4 separate regions of the Mus musculus genome follow, and all the other regions are linked to region 1. The links are chromatin contacts, called in public Hi-C, HiCAR-type and HiChIP or PLAC-seq maps. All regions are on one chromosome and are shown on one strand. The core of a region is the stretch at or near the end of the contact, and the rest is flanking DNA. Distances in the headings are between cores, read along the strand shown. Region 1 holds the start of Ube2n (ubiquitin-conjugating enzyme E2N). Region 2 holds the start of Btg1 (BTG anti-proliferation factor 1). Region 3 has its middle 79 kb from the start of Gm34044. Region 4 has its middle 90 kb from the start of Mir3966.

Evidence for each region. Hi-C and Micro-C count contacts between places; a contact is called where the count stands out from the background. HiCAR-type assays count read pairs that join an accessible place to other places. HiChIP or PLAC-seq counts read pairs in DNA pulled down with a chosen protein or histone mark.
Region 2: a contact with region 1 is called in a Hi-C map of rod photoreceptor, with 4 times the contacts expected there. The contact joins the promoter of Btg1 here to the promoter of Ube2n in region 1. A contact is called at or near these places in 3 of 39 promoter capture datasets (erythroid cells, neutrophils and pre-B cells), 4 of 484 Hi-C or Micro-C datasets (B cells, Sertoli cells, embryonic stem cells and 1 more), 3 of 115 datasets of contacts at active chromatin or transcription factors (T-cell acute lymphoblastic leukemia, astrocytes and pancreatic cancer cells) and 1 of 9 other capture datasets (embryonic stem cells).
Region 3: a HiCAR-type map of astrocytes shows a contact between it and region 1, with 5 times the contacts expected there. The contact joins the enhancer-like site here to the promoter of Ube2n in region 1. A contact is called at or near these places in 3 of 39 promoter capture datasets (cranial neural crest, hippocampal neurons and pre-B cells), 4 of 115 datasets of contacts at active chromatin or transcription factors (astrocytes, large pre-B cells, pro-B cells and 1 more) and 2 of 9 other capture datasets (adipose tissue and liver).
Region 4: an H3K4me3 HiChIP or PLAC-seq map of pro-B cells shows a contact between it and region 1, with 8 times the contacts expected there. The contact joins the enhancer-like site here to the promoter of Ube2n in region 1. A contact is called at or near these places in 2 of 39 promoter capture datasets (the C10 cell line and embryonic stem cells), 5 of 115 datasets of contacts at active chromatin or transcription factors (T-cell acute lymphoblastic leukemia, astrocytes, embryonic forebrain and 2 more) and 1 of 9 other capture datasets (liver).

The regions. Positions count from the first base shown.
Region 1 is chr10:95,513,023-95,517,588 of GRCm38.p6, forward strand. Ube2n (ubiquitin-conjugating enzyme E2N) reads left to right here and starts at 2,140. Exons shown (of 4, transcript NM_080560.3): 1 at 2,140-2,215. The coding sequence starts at 2,186. Gm46239 (a long non-coding RNA gene) reads right to left here and starts at 1,234. Exons shown (of 2, transcript XR_001779843.2): 1 at 1,178-1,234.
Region 2 is chr10:96,615,061-96,619,234 of GRCm38.p6, forward strand. Btg1 (BTG anti-proliferation factor 1) reads left to right here and starts at 1,941. Exons shown (of 2, transcript NM_007569.2): 1 at 1,941-2,412; 2 at 3,216-4,174. The coding sequence starts at 2,265. The coding sequence ends at 3,583.
Region 3 is chr10:97,312,029-97,316,832 of GRCm38.p6, forward strand. No RefSeq gene overlaps it. Among named protein-coding and RNA genes, the nearest start is that of Gm34044, 79 kb to the left of the region's middle. Within about 2 kb of position 1,778, at least 387 of the 459 cell types and tissues checked have an H3K27ac peak or open chromatin away from gene starts, as enhancers often do. A contact at or near this core is called in adipose tissue, astrocytes, hippocampal neurons and 3 more, where this site is marked.
Region 4 is chr10:97,331,315-97,335,563 of GRCm38.p6, forward strand. No RefSeq gene overlaps it. Among named protein-coding and RNA genes, the nearest start is that of Mir3966, 90 kb to the right of the region's middle. Within about 2 kb of position 2,952, at least 51 of the 459 cell types and tissues checked have an H3K27ac peak or open chromatin away from gene starts, as enhancers often do. A contact at or near this core is called in T-cell acute lymphoblastic leukemia and astrocytes, where this site is marked.

The sequences.
Region 1 (4,566 bases), core at 890-3,389:
TGCCTCTGCCTCCCAAGTGCTGGGATTAAAGGTGTGCGCCACCACCACCCAGCTATGCTCTCTCCCTTTTATCTACAGTAACCTTTCTCACCCACTGTACCTAGGACCAGTGGTGTTCCTTTCCTTTTTCCTTTTGTTTCATTCAGGTGGGGCTTGTGGTTTGACAGACATGCCTGGGAAAGGAGCTGAACTATTTTGTTATAACCTTGGACAATGTTAAGTCTATCTAAACAGCAGTCTCGTGAACAGAGCTATGGAGATATGGCTTTGCAGTAATGGGTACTTGTTGCTCTGGCAGAGGACTCACAAGGTGGCTCACAACCTTCCTTAGCTCCAAGTCCAGTGGATCTGACTCCTGAAAGCACCGGCCATAAGTTAGTGTTATCAACTTGATAAGATCTAGAAACACCTCTGGGCCTGCCTGTGGGGACTGTCTTGATTTAATTGATGGATACCCATCTTAATTCTAAACAGGAAAAATGAAGAAAGCTGAACACTAACATGTAAGATTCATTGCTCTCTGTTTCTTTTTTTTTTTTTTTTCTGAGACAGGGTTTCTCTGTGTAGCCCTGGTTGTCCTGGAACTCACTCTGTAGACTAGGCGGGCTTCAAACTCAGAAATCTGCCTGCCTCTGCCTCCCAACTCTATTTCTGATTATGAATTTGATGTGACCAGCTGGGATTGTCTCCCTGTGATGCAACTTGGGGCTAAAATTAACCCTTTTCCTTTAAGTTGCTTTTGGAGGGTGTTTTACCACAGCAACATGAAAAGAAATGGAAACACCCAGCGATCCTTGTGAGACACCTCCACTTTTAGGGCCCTCATTCTATGAGTAATCCAACGCCTTTGGGGATTACAGGCTTTTCTATCCCCTTGAGAAGGCTAGGCTGACTTCAAATTGGCAATTCAGAAGACGAGGCCTAAATCCCTGTTTCTAAGAACTAGGCAAGTCCAGGCCTCAGAAGCTGCCCCACCACCTGGCCTGAAGCAAGGACAGTGGGTCAGCAGTAGTTTCCAGACTTCCTCAGCAACAGTTTTCAGCCACTCATGTCCCCACCACACCCCTAATGTGCTTTAAATCTGAACTGTGAGCTCACTTCCAGGTCTCCATCTTGGAATGAGAGACCCTAGCAAGCTGGACTTCTGCAGAATAAAGCCCTCTCTGCGTTTACATACCGTTTGGGTCTGGGGTATCATTCTTCAGCGAATCATGCATGGACCCTTACACTCTAATCAGATCCTTCTTCTAGTTAGCACGTAAATCTCGATTGCTAGGCTCAACCTTAAGTGGTGGCACAAGCCTAGCTCTACTCAGGGGGCAGAGGCAGGAGAATCACGAGTTCCAAGTCAGCTCGGTGCGTACAGAATAGAGAGCACCAGGCCAGACTTGGTTACATAGGGAGCCCTTTCTCAGGAAAACCAACAACCACAAAGATTAAATATCCTGCAGGATCCAGGCGTTTAGAGGCCGTGCCTTTTGCCTCCTCCCTTGTTCCGAACTCTCTTTTGGGGAGCGCCAGAGAGGCCCCCTTTTTTATGTGAAATTTAAACGTTTAGAAAAAATTTTTTTTGTCGCGGGTGTGTGTGTGGTCCTTGGCAAGCAGCGTTATTCCCAGTTAGAAGCTTTGGTATTGACTTCCGGCCTGTTCGCCACCGAGGAGGAGCGCGCGACCCGCCTGCCCTGTCCGCAGGGAACCGCTGCAGCGCCAGCCCGCCACGCGCACTGCGGACACGCTGAATGAACAAACGGAACGAATGAATGAATGGGCTGCGTCGGGGGCCGGGCCTTTGTTACGTCGCCCCCCGACGCAGGCGTGGTCGCACGTACAGCGCTCGCTCGTGGACGCCGGCCGCCCAGTGTTGCCGATTCTGCCACGGGCCAAGAAGCTCGGCGCCGCCTCGCGCCGCCTCCCCCCAAGTCCCTGCCCCGCCGCGGAGCGTCACTTCCGCCACCCCCGGCTGGGGTTGGGGCGGGGAGCGCGGGGGAGGGGGCCACCAGGTCGGAGGGAAGGCTGTCGGAAGCCCGCGTCCTAGCAGGGACTACATTTCCCGAGGGGCCTCGGCGGAGGTAGCGACAGGCGGGCGCGGCGACGTTCCCCGGAAGTGGAGCCCGGGACTTCCACTCGAGCGTGAGGAGAGCGGAGCCGGAGACAAGAGCAGAGGCCGAACTCGGGATCTGACAAGATGGCCGGGCTGCCCCGCAGGATCATCAAGGTAACCGCCCAGGCGGGCTTCGGGCCACTGGCTCTGCTCCGGCGCGCCGGGCCGCGCGGCCGTCCGCTTCCCTCCGCAGCCTCCGAGAGGCCTCTCTAAGGCATCGCGGAGAAGGGTCCGGCCTCGGCGGCGAGGAAGTCGGGCGCTGAGGAGGGGGCGCCGGGGAGACTTCCGGCCGCCTCTGAACGCCGGACAAGCGGGACGCCCGGGCGGTGCGGCCGCGGCCGGGGAGGCCCTGGCGGCTGCCCGGGAGAGGGCGGGGCTGCGGGCTTCGGGCTCTGGCGCGGGACCGGTGCGGGCCTCGGCGGCTTCTGTTCCTCCGCGGGGCGGGAATCGCGGCGTGGCCTGGACTCTGGGCGCGGGTGGTGGCCCGTGGCCGGCCGCTCTGCCCCGGAGCTCCCTTCTCTTCCTCCGCAGGGGCTCGGGGCTGCGGCAGTCCCGGGTGCGGAATGAATGGACCGACCCCGAGAGCCGGGCGGGGCCGCGGGCCGGGAGAGGCCGCTCCGGGAGGGCCACGGGGTTCTGCCGGCGACAGCACAGGTTGGTCCTGGCTGCCCCGCACCTCCTAGCGACGTCCGGGGCTGGCCGCCCGGTTGCCCTGGCTTCCGCGTTCGCTTCCCGGTGTTTCTGCTGGGTAGCGCTGTGATTGTACTTCGGCTGGCTAACTCTTTGGAGACTGTTCTCTTCTCCGAGGCAAGGGCCTCAAGGGCCTCGGTTATGGGGATGATCTGTGAAACAGTTTGCCTCTCAGCTTTTGTGCGCCTTATTTGAGCGGCCCTGGGGCTCTTTAGGGATACTGAATTTTGATAAATACATAAGGAACCACGGGGGTATAAACCTCGTATCTTGATTTCCTAAAATCTTTACATAACACCATTAAGTCTTCATAGTGTTATAACCCAAGAAAACTAAATTTTTAACATTTTTTGGCATCTGTTTTTTTTTTTAATGTAGGAAATTGGTTAAAAAAATCTTGCACTGCCCAGTTTGCCAGCTAAGTGCTCAAATTGAAGCTTCACTTTGCTTGCTGTAATCCACTGAACATATATTTATAGCATTGTTCCACTCTTCCAAAGTTTTAGGGGAGATTTGTACAAAGTAAGTGGAGGGCCTCTTTGAAGGGTGTGAGACACTGTAGTTCTTCAGGCAGTCACAAATGTCTGTGAGGCTGGGGTGTCATTGACAGAAAGGTGCTTGAATTAGAAAAACAAGCCCTTTCATAGGATAAAAACTCTTACAAAGGAAGAATACATTTTCCACGAGCACTGGAATCTCCTTTTTAAATTTGTTTTATTTATTTATTTATTTACTTATTTATTGGTTTTTCTCTGTGTAGCCCTGGCTGTCCTGGAACTCAGAAATCTGCCTGCCTCTGCCTCCCAAGTGCTTGGACTAAAAGCATGCGTGTGCCACCACTGCCCAGCGAGCACTGGAATCTTAAAACAAATGTTTATTGCTGTGTTATGAATCTTAGAACATTTCCAAGTAGGTTTTTGGGCATTGGAAGATCCCGAATATAGTTTAGTTCTGATATATGCACATAGCCACTAGTGATCATGTAAACCAAGATTCCGTTTGATAAATGGCTGCTTCGCTTCACAGGCCATCAAGTTTTTATTTGTTACTTTGGTTATTGACTAGACATAGCAGAGATTGATAATGAATACAGTTCTGTAAAATGCCCAGTAAACTGAACAGTTGATATTGATACTCTGCAGTAATATGAAGGCCTTGACTGAGAAAATAAACTCTGTGGAATATATTTGTTATAAGCTTACAGAAATGCTTTACAGCAGAAAATTCAAGTGCTCTTCAATTCATTTGGCACCCAATGCTTAAGTATACATTTCCTTTTGCTTATTTAAAACAAGATAGTGGCAAACCCATGCTGTAATATATAATCTTCACTTTATAGTACTTTATTATACTTATTTAATACTAATTGACTTTAATACTTTTAGCTTTAAGGGACTATTTTTTTCCAAACCACTAGGGCAGATTAAGAGATTAGGGTTTTGGTTTTTTGGTTTTTGGTATTCATTTTTTGTATTATCAGTTAAAAAAAATTCTTTTTCTAGTTTTGGGGATTGAGTCGAAAATAAGAGCTTTTGCCAGGCAGTGGTGGCACACACTTTTATAGTCCCAGCACTTGGAAGGCAGAGGCAGGCAGATTTCTGAGTTCGAGGCCAGCCTAGTCTACAAGAGTGAGTTCCAGGACAGCCAGGGCTACACAGAGAAACCCTGTCTCGAAAAACCAAAAAATAAAAACAAACAAACAAACAAAAAAGAGGAAAAGAAAAGAAGAGCTTTTATATGTGCTATTCAACAGAGTAACACCCCAAGCAGAAAAC
Region 2 (4,174 bases), core at 691-3,190, 1.1 Mb after region 1:
CTTCCCGAATTATAGGTAAACACTCTACCGACTGAGGTATAGCCCAAGGTCCCCTGCCTCTGGATAAAATTACAGGCAAACTTCCCTTCACTTCTTGAACTGACTGCTTTGTTTTGAGACAAAGACTCAACTATGCATCTTTCGCTGGCCTTGAACTCACAGAGATCTGTCTGCATCTCCTCTGGAGTTCTGGGAGTATGTGTTAATTATGCCCGGTCCTTGAGCTAATCTTAAAGTTTTCAGATGAGGGCCTGATGATGTCTGGGAAGGCAGTGAAGTTTGTGGAGAGAATCAGGAATTGGGAGATGTCCCGGTTCAAACTTCAGTATTTTGTTAGCTTTGTTCGTTATTTTTGCTTTGTAGAGGAGTCTGTTTATACTCTGAGTCACTGGGATGGGATTCACAGTCACAGGCAAAGGAGACAGTTTTATTCTCTTCCTAATCCAGACTGGAAAGGACAGAACGCGTGGGGAGGCGGGTGGGAGAGAGAGATGCAGACCTCTTGATAGCCTATGGTTCAAGGACTCACTTTTGGTTCTTTATCTTCCGGGATGGTAAGATGAGCCTCCAGTCAAAACCCTGCGTCTGTTTTCAGAAAGTCCTATCTGACAATTCACACACACACACACACACACACGCACACGCACACGCACACGCACACGCACACACACACATGCACAAAGATGTTATTTTTTGATTCAGTTTATTATAAAAAAAAACTTGATACTTTCTGAAGTGCTTTCTAACATTATCTTTAGATAATATGTGGGTACTTAAGTATTGTATATTAATGATAAATGATGTATAGGTCACCTTTTCAAATTAATTTCAGAACCAATTATCCTCTTGTTTCTCCTCTAGCTCCATACACACACACACACACACACACACACACACACACACACACACATATATATATTTTAAAGTGGTGTGTATTGCATCTGATGACCAACTAAACTCTAAATATTTATTTCCATCTGGTAGAGTTCAACTTCTGCCTCTTGTTTGCTTTCTTCTTCCTGCCTGGACTTCATTGTTTTCTCTCCCTTCTCCTACTTTAAGAGAGTTGGGTTAACCCTATTTTGGGTCTAATAGTTTTAGCAGGCTCATGCTTTCCTTTTTTTCTAGGCTGTTTACAACCGTCTTTGCCAGTAAATATGGGTGTCTATGCTTAACACTCTCGACAAGCTTAAAGTTTTATCTTATGTGTCAACAGCAGCACAACTCTAAAGTTCTGACATCACTTGAACTAGAAAAACGAATTTGTTGTGCCTTTCTAAAATACATATGCAGATTTTTATGAGTTTCAAGGCTCATCTTCTCCCCCCCCCCAGCCCCCCGGGGTTCTGCAAACCCTAGGGGCAATGGCTTGGATTAAGCCGCAGGATAGCTCCAGGGAGCGAGTCCTTCCTTCCATTCCCTAGCGGAGCCTTAGTCTCCGCCACCGCACGCTCCTCCCGCCAGGGCTGCCAGCCAAGCCGGCTGGAACTGGGCTCAGATGTAAACATGGGGTACGCAAAGGACTGGGGCTGCGGAGACCGAACCTCAGTCCTGAGGTTCCAGCCACACCGCAGTAAGTGAGGAACCCGGAGCCCGCTCGGGGACTGGAGGGTCCCCGCTGGCCCGAACCGGGGGCGGAGCTAGCTCGGGGGCGGAGCTTTCACACGCGCCTCCTTGGCTTCTTTCTCCGCCCTCCACCGCTCCGGAGTCTCAGGCTGCCACTCGGGGGGTTTATTTGTTTACAAGCAGATTACGTCAGCTCCTCCCTCTCATCCCGGCCTCTGGGCACGCCCCCTGGCGGCCTTTCTCCCGCCCCCTCCAGCCCCGAATCTGCCTGCGTCACAATGGTGCGATCTCCGGATTGGCTGGCGTCCGCCCTCACGCCCCGGGTACGCCACTTCCTTTCCGCAGCCCTATAAAATGAGCTGCACGGCGGCGGCAGCTCTTCGCCCCTCGGAGCTGGAAATGCAACTCTCGGGATCCTCGGAGGCTACCGAGCTGGAGGCGGAGGCGGCTGGGGAGGTCCGAGCGATGTGACCAGGCCGCCATCGCTCGTCTCTCTCTGTCTCTCCTGCCGCCTCCTGGCTTGAAAATAACTTTTTTACTCTAAAGGAAAGAAAAAAAATCCCCTAGAACCAGTAGCCGTCCGCGCCTCGCGCCCTCGCTTCCTCTCGGCCGTCGGGTCTGGGCGAGAGCCCGGGGTGGCCGCTTCGCCGTCGGGGCCGAGCCCCGGCCGCCCCGGGCCACCCCCGGCCGCCGCCCCCATGCATCCCTTCTACACCCGGGCCGCCACCATGATAGGCGAGATCGCCGCCGCGGTGTCCTTCATCTCCAAGTTCCTCCGCACCAAGGGGCTCACGAGCGAGCGACAGCTGCAGACTTTCAGCCAGAGCCTGCAGGAGCTGCTGGCAGGTGAGCGGGGCGCGGGGACCGTCGCGGGTCGCCACTAACGGGCGCGTCCCGGTCGTGGCTGGGGGAGGGGGGGGGAGCTGGGCGGCGGGGCGCCGCGACACGCACAACAAAGGATCCGAAGCGGGGCGACGCGGAGCTGCGCCCCGACGGCTACCGGCCGGTCGCGGGGGACAAAAGACCCAGGGCCCGGAGTCCCGTCGGTCTCCTCTGCCGGGTCGCCGCGACCGTTGCGAGAGTCTGCGGCTGAGCCCCTGGGTGGCTTGTCGCCTCTGTGTTTCGGAGCCGGCCCGGGACGGACGTGCCAGGTCTCCGCACCTCCTGTGCCTCTTGCCCATTAATCATCGGATTTGTCACCGGTACAATTACAACCCAACCCAGATCTTGGTTTAAGGTTTCTTGGGTTTTCTTCCCTTTGGGGTTAACTGGCCATAGTGGCGTTGTCTTGCCCCCACCCCCCACCAGTTCCATAAAGTCTATTGTATGGGACCCCGTTGGGGTGGAGAAAGTAAACAGGTTCCCGCCCGCTTGCCTGTGCCATCCAGCTAGTTGGCCATCCAGGGCTGCGCGCGGGATTCCTGTTTTGGCGGCTCAACCGGTCAGTACCCGGACAGTGTTTGCCACAGTGTCTTTGCTTTCTCTATTCTGTCTCACGACAGCGAATTCGGTCCCGGACATTTGTGAAAGTTGGTGGTTTTCATTTTCGCTTCGCTAAGAAGCTAGCAGCAGGAGGAGGAAAGTACGCTACGGTACGGCTGCGTTGACTACCGTCCTGAGCATTGTTTCTCTGTTCTTTTCTTCCACAGAACATTACAAACATCACTGGTTCCCAGAAAAGCCGTGCAAGGGATCAGGTTACCGTTGTATTCGCATCAACCATAAGATGGATCCTCTGATTGGACAGGCAGCCCAGCGGATTGGACTGAGCAGTCAGGAGTTGTTCAGGCTTCTCCCAAGTGAACTCACACTCTGGGTTGACCCCTACGAAGTGTCCTACCGGATTGGAGAGGATGGCTCCATCTGCGTGCTGTACGAAGCCTCACCAGCAGGAGGTAGCACTCAAAACAGCACCAACGTGCAAATGGTAGACAGCAGAATCAGCTGTAAGGAGGAACTTCTCTTGGGCAGAACAAGCCCTTCCAAAAACTACAATATGATGACTGTATCAGGTTAAGATATAGTCTATTGGATGGATCATCTTATAATGGATGGATGAATTTGATTTTTTTTGCTTTGGGTGGGCTCCTCTTGGGGATGGATTATGGAATTTAAACCATGTCACAGCTGTGAAGATCTGGCACAAGATAGAGTGGTAATAATTTTTTTATTTCTTTCTTTTTTTTTTTTTTTAATTTAGTGACAGTGCCATAGTTTGGACAGTACCTTTCAGTGATTTAAATAGCCTGTGAGTCCAAGGAAAGGATCACTTTATTTGCTAGGGAGTGAAGTCGAAGGGTGGTTTCAGTTTCTCCCAGACCTTATACCCAATTTGTCACAGCAGTCCCTTTAAGGAAATTCTGTCTTTCAAAGAACCCTCTTTCGCAGTCAACCTTGCAGGGGAATTTGCACTATTACACTTGAAAGTTCTCAGTAACTTTTTTGGCAGCTCAATAGGAAAGCTCAATGTTTTAAGCATGGTAGTACTGGAAAAATTTTTACACGGAGACTTTTACCTAGCACTTAAAATGTATAAATGTACATAAAGACAAACTTAGTACGCATGACCTGGGGGAAATGGTCAGACCTTGTGTTTTTGGCGTTGAGA
Region 3 (4,804 bases), core at 528-3,027, 1.8 Mb after region 1:
CCCAACACTCTTCCACTGACACCACCTCATGCTATTTCTATTAAGTCTCTTGGGCTCTCTACGACAATTATACCTACTGGCTAAATGATCAGTTTCTCTAGCTGCTGTTAGGCCAACATGATTGAGCAAACTTCATAAAACTCATGACAGTCCTTAAGGGAATAGACCTTGTTTTTGGAGCTGTCGAATGCTGAATACGTGCAGGCAGGCATACACACAGTCTTCTGGGAATGTAGCTGTTTGGAAATATAGTTAATCAGTAGGTTTTATTCTTTGCCTTTTAGTTCCTTATATGCTGTGTACAACGCATTATAATTGAGTGTCATAGAAAAAGAAAGGCACAGGACGCTTCCAGTTTTGTATGTTTGCTAGATGAATATGAACAGGGGAAAAAAGTCCATTACTGGCTCCAATATGTACTTTGGAACAATACTTCACAAATAAATATGTTATGCTTTTTCTCAAACAGAAAATGTTTGGGCATTGTTAGTTTATCATGCCCAATTAGACTATAAACGTTTGTTCCTCTTTTACTCAGAAGCGGGGTTATTTTAGATGCCACACCCACACCAGGAGTAAAGGTTTCTTAAGTTTTGCTTATGTGTCCTGTACCGTGAAATCTACGCTCAAGAGGAAAACAGTGTGTTGAACTGACACTTTCCTCTGTGGTTAATATGTAAGCCACGTATTATCTGAATTGTTTTGCCAAAACACGTCTGGCTGGGTACATTACACAGGTCACTCGCATATACATATTGGAGACAATAAGGTATCCGTAACAGCGTTGTGTGCTCACTCTTTTCATCTAATTTAAAATCGCGACGTGGTTTAGGAAAAGCTCTCTTAAGTCACAATACCAAGTTATTGCAGCAACATTTGTCCTCCGTGGCACTAAATTCCCTGTATAGTAAATTGTGTTTTCGGTTGCTTTGTCCCATAGTGTTGATCATAAGCCGTACTTAAGGATTTCAAACGGCGACAGCGCCCCCTCACCCCCCCCCCCCAAACCCCTTTTTAGTCCTAAGCTAGAAGTACCTATCAAATCCTATTTCTTTCCTTAAAGACACACAGGAAAGCGCCGCGGAAGAGATTCGTCGACTGTGCAACAGCGACCCCTGGCGGCCCGATGCTCGCAAGGCCTTGAGCACCCAGAGCTGTCTCTAATCAAGTCCCTCTTTGTTTTCCATATCTGGAGAGCGACCCGGAACTGTCTTTGAGAGTGTGGGCTGTGTTTGATACCCACAATCTAAAGCTCAAAGTTTCAGGATCTTCACTACTCACGGCGTACAACTCATGGGTCTTTGTTTTCTTTTTGTGACATTTAATGAAATGAGTTTTGTAGTTGGGTTTTGTCCCTTTCTCCTTGCCAGCGAATCACAACAACAAACTTGCACATTAGTAAAAAGCCTTTGATGGCTTTTGTCTGTTTGGGAGGAGAAAATGCCTGAAAAGTAAGTAAAGGTCTCAGGGAGGTGGGGGGAAGGAAAACGAGTATTGCTTGTAGCACGAACACCCATATGATTCATCGGTAGAAGCTGAGCTCTGGCTCCATTTCTTTTGTAGATTTCCCGGCTCCCCTCACCCCACCCCCCGCTTTGTTCCGCTTCAAACCTTTCAGAGGGCTGAAATGCATTATTACCTTGTTAAATCTCTACCCAAATCATTTCTACAGCCCGAAGCTGTTTTGACGTGGGTTGAGCATCTCTCTCTCACACACATACACACAAAAGAATTGCTTTTGTTCCCAGACGCTCTCATTGGCTGAACGGCCTCCCTTTCGGGCCAATCAGAATCTAGTTGTCAGGCTTGGCAGGCTATTTTTAACCCAACACACAAAACCACTGGGTCTTGGAGGCAGTCCGCGGCAGAATGAAAGTCCCCATAGTAAAAGGCAGCAGCTGAATGTATTTTGGATGTCACGGCGTGTTTGACATTTTCTCTTTAATTCCATATACACTGTTACATTAGCATGTGCTTTTTCGTAAACAACTAACTCAGAAATGGACCTGCGTTTTCACAAGCTCTGTATTACCCTTTTAGGAAGAGAAAGCCTAAAATATATTGTATTCAGACTTGATCCAAAAACATTTCATAGTGTGTGGACGTATTAAACACACACACACACACACACACACACACACACACACACACACAGTTTCAATACGAGTGTGAAGGTGCTTTTAACAAGGGATTTTTGTAGATTTTCATTTTGGGTTGACAAAATTTTCATCAGTGACTGAATGAGAGTTACAATAATATCCATCTTTCTCCCTTACCGCATTCAATATGTATATAATTACTGCAACATGTATACACTTTATGTGTGGCATCTAAAATTATAAATACTCAGTGTGGGGTATTTTTGTGGGGGTATTTAGATAAAGCATGGTTTGCAGCATATTCAACCGATTGTTCAGTGGGGGACTTTTTTTTTTTAACCTCCCTAAATACACTTTAAGTGACAAGGCATCAAAACACATAGTTTGTAAATTATCTAACATATCCAGGAAACGAAAAGTTGCCAGATGTGAAAATACCAGGTTGTAAAGTTTGATTCACCCCCCAACCCCCGAGCCTTCCGTTTAATAGGCCAAAAAGCAGAAAAAGCTAAGTTGATCTCAAAATATATATCACAAAGCAATTTATTGGCAGAAAAATGAAACTATTTCCTGCAAAGGAAAGGGGGGGTTGTGGAGGCCTAAATAAGAAAGATGTTAAGAATCTCCCCTGGTTCTTACAAGAGATTTTTAAATTGTAGATTTGCCTAGTATTTATTTATCCAAGCTTGGCGATATGACTTTATTTGTTGTTCTTTGTTCATCTCCTGAAAAAGGCCTGTTATTTTTTGTTGCAAACCACGAAAGTGTCATTTAAACATGGTGTCAGGCAAGTGCAGAAATCCCGCAAAGGCTCCTGGGAGACATGGCTAGGATCCTATTCAAAGATGCAGGCGTTCTTCAGGAGAGAGGCTTCCATAACAAAAGTAGCCAAGGATAAGGAAAAGTTTACACAAAAGTTCTAGCAGAACTGTGGAGAACAGTCAAGATGTAGGGAAGGTGTGTACCTTGCCTTAGCAGATTTCACTGTTGGGGAGAAATGTCCCCTGCTTTTCTGATGGTGAATTTGAACGACTGTAACAATGCACCTGGAAAAGAGGCCACTCTTTCCAACAACTGTGTGAGGCACACTAGGTCAGCTTTCTAAAACCTCTATAATAGCTCCCAGGAACTTTGCTAGGTTTAGATAGGCAACCAGCTGCTAACAATTTAGTTTAATATTCATTCTTATTAGAGTCAAAGAATCTGAAAAAAACTGAGACCAGGCAAGATTCTTTTCTCTTGGCAGTGGCATATAGCACATTGAACTCCAGTAAAAATTAATCCATGACACTTTTTTGATGCTAGGCCCTCATTCTTTGGGCCGGGTCATTTTGCTCTTGACTTAATCATCTGGGAAGTGCCTTGATTTGGGTTGTTTGTTTGTTTGTTTGTGGTTTGGTTTGATTATATGCTTGTCTGGTTTAAAAGTAAATATACAACGATCATATCAATTTTTTTAAATGTGTCTTCACCTCGCAGTCTCTGGGTTTATATATAAACTCCCTAAAGGCAAAAACTATTAGAATAAAATAGGTATATTATTATTTTTTAAAGAAAATAACATTTAACCCCTCCACCCAGCATTTGTTAAGTTTTATCCAACCCTGGTGTACATTTTCTTGTCCATGGAAGTTCTCCTGGGAGAAGAAACATATGCAGGTCCCTTGCCTGAGCCTCTATGAGAATGGTAAGCAGAAAAGGACTGGATGCTGCCAGGTTCCAAACTAACCAGGTAAGAAATGGAGTTATTGTTGTCTGCAAAATGTAGATCCCTAGGCCTCCAAGATATCTTGTGATCACCTGCTGACTAAACTGTGATCATGTTAACCGAGAGATGGGTGCAGTCCCTGAACTGAAGCCCTCATGCCAATGTGTTTGTAGAACCGATAGAGTAGACCAAACCCTAGTTCTATCATGACAAAATGGGTTCTTGCTGAGGAGTGACAGTTTTCTGTGTGTTGGGTAAAATGGTGGAGAAGGATGTCTGTCAATGACAGCTGGTGTCTTCAGCTTGCTTCTCACTTCCCAGGAGTCTTGCTTCAAGCTCCCCACCTCGCCCCACCCCACCCCCGTCCATGTTCCCTTCTGGGAATGTTTCTCAGGTTCCTCCTGAGCTGCATCCCCTTTGTCACTCCTCACCCATCTCCCCAACTTGCAGTTAAGAGTAAATCCATGGGATCCTTCTCTTTCTCTTTTTATTTATTTATTTTTTTAAATTTATTTATTATATGTAAGTACATTGTAGCTGTCTTCAGACACTCCAGAAGAGGGAGTCAGATCTCATTATGGATGGTTGTGAGCCACCATGTGGTTGCTGGGATTTGAACTCTGAACCTTGGGAAGAGCAGTCGGGCGCTTGTCGCGCCCGCTCTCGACCAGCAAGAACGACGCGACCACCAGTCCTTCTAACAGCAGTTTATTCAGTCCTGATTCTTACCCGAACCCTGGGCCTCTCACTCCTTTTATACTTTCTCTCATCCACGCACCGCAGGCCACGCCCCCTCGCCAGTCACGAGGCTTCAGCTAATCAGGGCAGCAGGGGCAAATCTCCACCAAATTGGATTTACCTGTATCCTGGTACACCTGCGCAGCACTCAAGATGTTTGTGTCTTATATGAGGAAGTTAGGTGCAAGTCATATGACTTAGCTGCAGTCCCTGGCACCTTTGGGACTGCCGCCACACCCGCTCCCCACAGGTGCTCTTA
Region 4 (4,249 bases), core at 1,702-4,201, 1.8 Mb after region 1:
TTTTCCAGCTATACATTTTACAGCAGTTCCCTAAGGCACAATAACCTTGGCCAGAGTTCCTATAAAACCATTCTGTGTATGTATCAAATCAGTATAAACAACCTTATGGCTTCAGACACTTAGCCCTTTCAAAATGAATTCTTACTCTCCTGTTTATGTTGCTTAAATTAGCCTCGGTACAAAAGAACCTTTGAAAGCATATTCTTTCAAAAACACTATTCTCTGGATGTAAGTAATTCCTACGTCCGTTCATTTATATTTTATGGAATGATTGGTCGAGTTTGCTATTGTGTTCCTGACAGTGCAAATGCTGGGCACCAAGCAACACTAAAGACAGCCATCCCTCTTGAAGAGATTGCAACTTACTGTTGGTAAGACAGGGTTAGAATTTCCTTTACTGTCATTTATCTATTATTAATTTACTAGAAGCAAAGTTGAATATTTATGGATAAAAGTCACGTTGAAATGGTAGTCGCCCAAAATATCCATGTCATTGGGTAACTGAGTACGAAAAGAGAGCTTTTCATGTGTGTGCAGTAAGGGAGGATATGCATGTACATGTGTGTATGTATATACGTATATACAAATATACACATACATACATATATATGTATATGTATGGCTATGTATATATGTATGTCTATGTATATATGTGCGTATATATGTATATGTGTATATATGTATATGTTTGTATATATATGTATATATGTGTGTGTGTATGTGCATGGATATATATATATGTACATATATATATATATATACATATATATACACACATATATACATAGACATACATATATATATATATATGTATATATACATAGACATACATACATACATATATATATGTGTGTGTGTATATATATATATCTCCATGCATATGAAGGCCAGTGGACAACCCTGACTGCTTTTACTCAGGCACAGTGGAACTTGTTTCTTAAGAAAGGATCATTCATTGGTCCGGAATTCACTAATTAAGCTAGGTTTTTCTGGCTGGCAAGGCCTGCTACCACACCTGGCTTTTTGATGTGGGTTATGGCTATGAAACTCAGGTTCCAGTGTTTGCAAGACAAGCACTTTAGTAAGTTACTTCTCTCTCAGCCTGTGAAGTTACCTCTTAATAAAGGGTTGCTAGGAATTGGCAAGAAGATGAGAGGGAGAAGGTTGTCTCACATTAAGCAGGCACTGAATTAGACTAGAGCTCCTTCAGAACTCGGGAAGCCTTCAGAGATGCCAAAGTCTTGGTCTTGACTTTGGGCTTCCAGAGCTGTGAGAAAAGAGGGTTCTGTCATCTCAGTGTGTGGTGTTTTGTCAGGACAGCCTAAGTTAACCAAGACTCCAGCCTCCTGTGAAGTGTAATTAGGTCTTACAGCAATTTTCTGGATTATTTGCTGTTGCCTGCCTACCTATGGACTTAAAGGGGTCTCTGGAGGGTCCCTAACTTCACACTCCCAATTCAGCTTTCTCTCCCACTCTCCTTTTGCTGACTTGCCCAACTTCCTGTTATCAAAACCCCATGTTATTCAGGAGCAGCAGCTGTTCTCCTTGTCCTCTGCAGTTGTGGCCTCCTGCGAGTTTTGACTGTTCCCTGTGAAGAAATACAAAGGCACCCTGCCCTCCCCCGCACCACTAAAAATTCTGATCCATGTATTTTTACTGAGGTTACAAAGTAATAATCCCACAAGATGTTCCACCACAGGGGAAAAAACAGACAAAACAAAGCAAGACAAATCCAAAAACCTAGGACTTTGAAGGATTGGTTAGGGTTAGTTTTTGTAAACGAACAGATCTGGTAGATCTGTCTGACTCCTCAAATTCAGATTACTCAAACTATGGAGATACCATAGGGTTAGAGGCATAGGTCCAAAAGATTATGTGAATAGGACAATTTTTAATGTTGGTTTTAAGTCAGTCACATCTTAGTTGCCCTCACTCCTGAGGGCAAGCAAGCATAGCTATAGAGGACAGTGTAGCTACAGAACTGTCAAGGCTAGAAATGTCACTGAAAGGAGAATTTGGGGTTTGGATAACAGATCTTGAAGCCACTGGAGAGAGGAGGGCTTTGCGCTGGCTCCTCTTCTGATCCTCCATGTCTTGCTCTGCTAATTTCCTGTGACTTACCAAATTCACTTTTTAGTGAGTAAAAACTTCAAAACCACAACCAGAAAATGGAAGAGCAGTGAGACTTAGTGCCCAAGGCCAGAAATGAAAGCACCAGGATAGTTTTTCAAAACAACACTACCTTCCAAAGGAGAGAAGCAAAGGTGTTTTATTTGGGAACCCTGTAGATAGCCATTCTTGAAACCACATCAAAGCCAGTTCAAGCTCAAGGTAATATGTACATATTCAAAATGGAAAGACAGAAGGTATTAGAACATGGCCTGGACTTTCAAGCCCAATTCTAGAGCCCGAAGCAGGCCACACCTTCCTGGAACTCTGCCTGGGATAGCAGTTTGAGAAGCAGTCAGTAATGTGACTTGATATCTCTCAGTCTATAGCACTTAGTTCCCTGGTATGCTCTCTCTCTCTCTCTCTCTCTCTCTCTCTCTCTCTCTCTCTCTCTCTCTCTCTCACACACACACACACACACACAAAACAAAAAACAAAAAAACAAACAAACAAAACCACACACTATGCTGAACTGAATCATGTGCTGCAAAACGTTTGGCTGCATAAAGGTTATTCAAAGTTGACCCTTTGTTCTAGGGGTTGATTTGAGACTACCCAGAGAGATTGCTCAGCTCAGGGATTTGGTCTAGAGATAAGGCTGCTCTCTGAAGAGGCCCTGGTCTCTTCCTCCTTGACCTTCCCCAACTCCTCTCCAGGCTTTGAAGAGAAGCCTCTACTCTCATTTAAGGCTCCATCTTGTGCAGTGTATTGTTTCTGTTCCAGCCCCAAGGCCCACTTGTGGTTTCAGCTCCTCTTTACAGACCAACTGCAGCTGGTTTTCTGTAGTATCATCTTTTTTTTTTAACAGAGGAAAGAGACACTTCAGGGCATGCCCAGTTCTGTACTGTGATCAAACAAATTTACTAGAGGCTAGCTGAAAGAATTAGAGGAAATGAGTTGGAGATCTTGGCTGCCTGGTCTTTCATACATTTCTCCAAAGAATTTGAACTGAAACATAGAAAACAAACAAACAAAACATTGAAAATGTCTTAACAGCCTTGTAAACTCATGGGATGGGAGTTTTCCCTTCCATACATTCAGGAGTAATGTCCCTTAAAGAACTAGCCTTGTTTCTTGGCTAACAGAATAACTCACGTTATTCTCAGTTTTCTGGGTCTGTGTGCAATCCATCTGTGGAGACATTTCAGCCCACACTGAAAGGATCTTCACAAGGAAGGACAGCGATTTAGAGATTTCGTTTCTTCTCTCCCCCCTCACCCCCCGCCCCCAACCAAGGAAGCTTACTGCACTTTGGCTCTACCCTCTGGCCAAGGGCTGCCACTCTCATTGTGCAACAAGAACTCAGCTTGGATCTTGAAATGACTTCTTTCCCGGCCTGCCTTGTGACTGAACATGCTAAAAAACGCCTCACTGTATAACAGCCCAGACTAATACTTACCAAGAGAAAATAAAAGTGAGCTTATAAAAGCAGAGGCGTGAGTCACTAGGAAGGAACAGCCAACACAGCCTTTGCTGGGCTTTTATTCACATGGAAACGAAACCCCTCCAGCCCCACCTCCTCCAGCATCTTTTCTCTGTCTCAAAGTACTCTAAGTCCCAGGGAGACTTAGTGTGTCAACAGGATGACCCTAGGTTAGGCCTGCGGGCTTTTCCAAGAGAGGCAGGAGGTGAAAGACCCCAAATGCCCCTAAAAACCACCGTGAGACTATTTCCCTCTTTTAAAATGGAAAATGGACAAACTCTTCTCTATGAAATTGAACAGGACCACATCTTTGTAAGACTCAATCATCCTACCTGATTATGTCTTGTAGATTCTAATAGTATTCTGGGAGATGCCTTTACATGTCAACACAGTTGAGGAAAAATCAACTGTGATGAGAGAAGAAGAGCTTGGGTAATCTCAAACACGATATTTAATCGATTTTTATCATTTTCTGTGTCTTTCTGTCCCTTCTTGCCCATTGCCTGGAATGTACAAGTCATGCTATCTGAGATATAAGGTATGATTTATGCAGCTGATACTAGCAATGTAACTTAACAGAACATTGACCAAATGGATCCTATTTAATATAAGTTCTATTCTCATTAAAGAATTTTAGAGACAGTGTTTTTCTCTTTC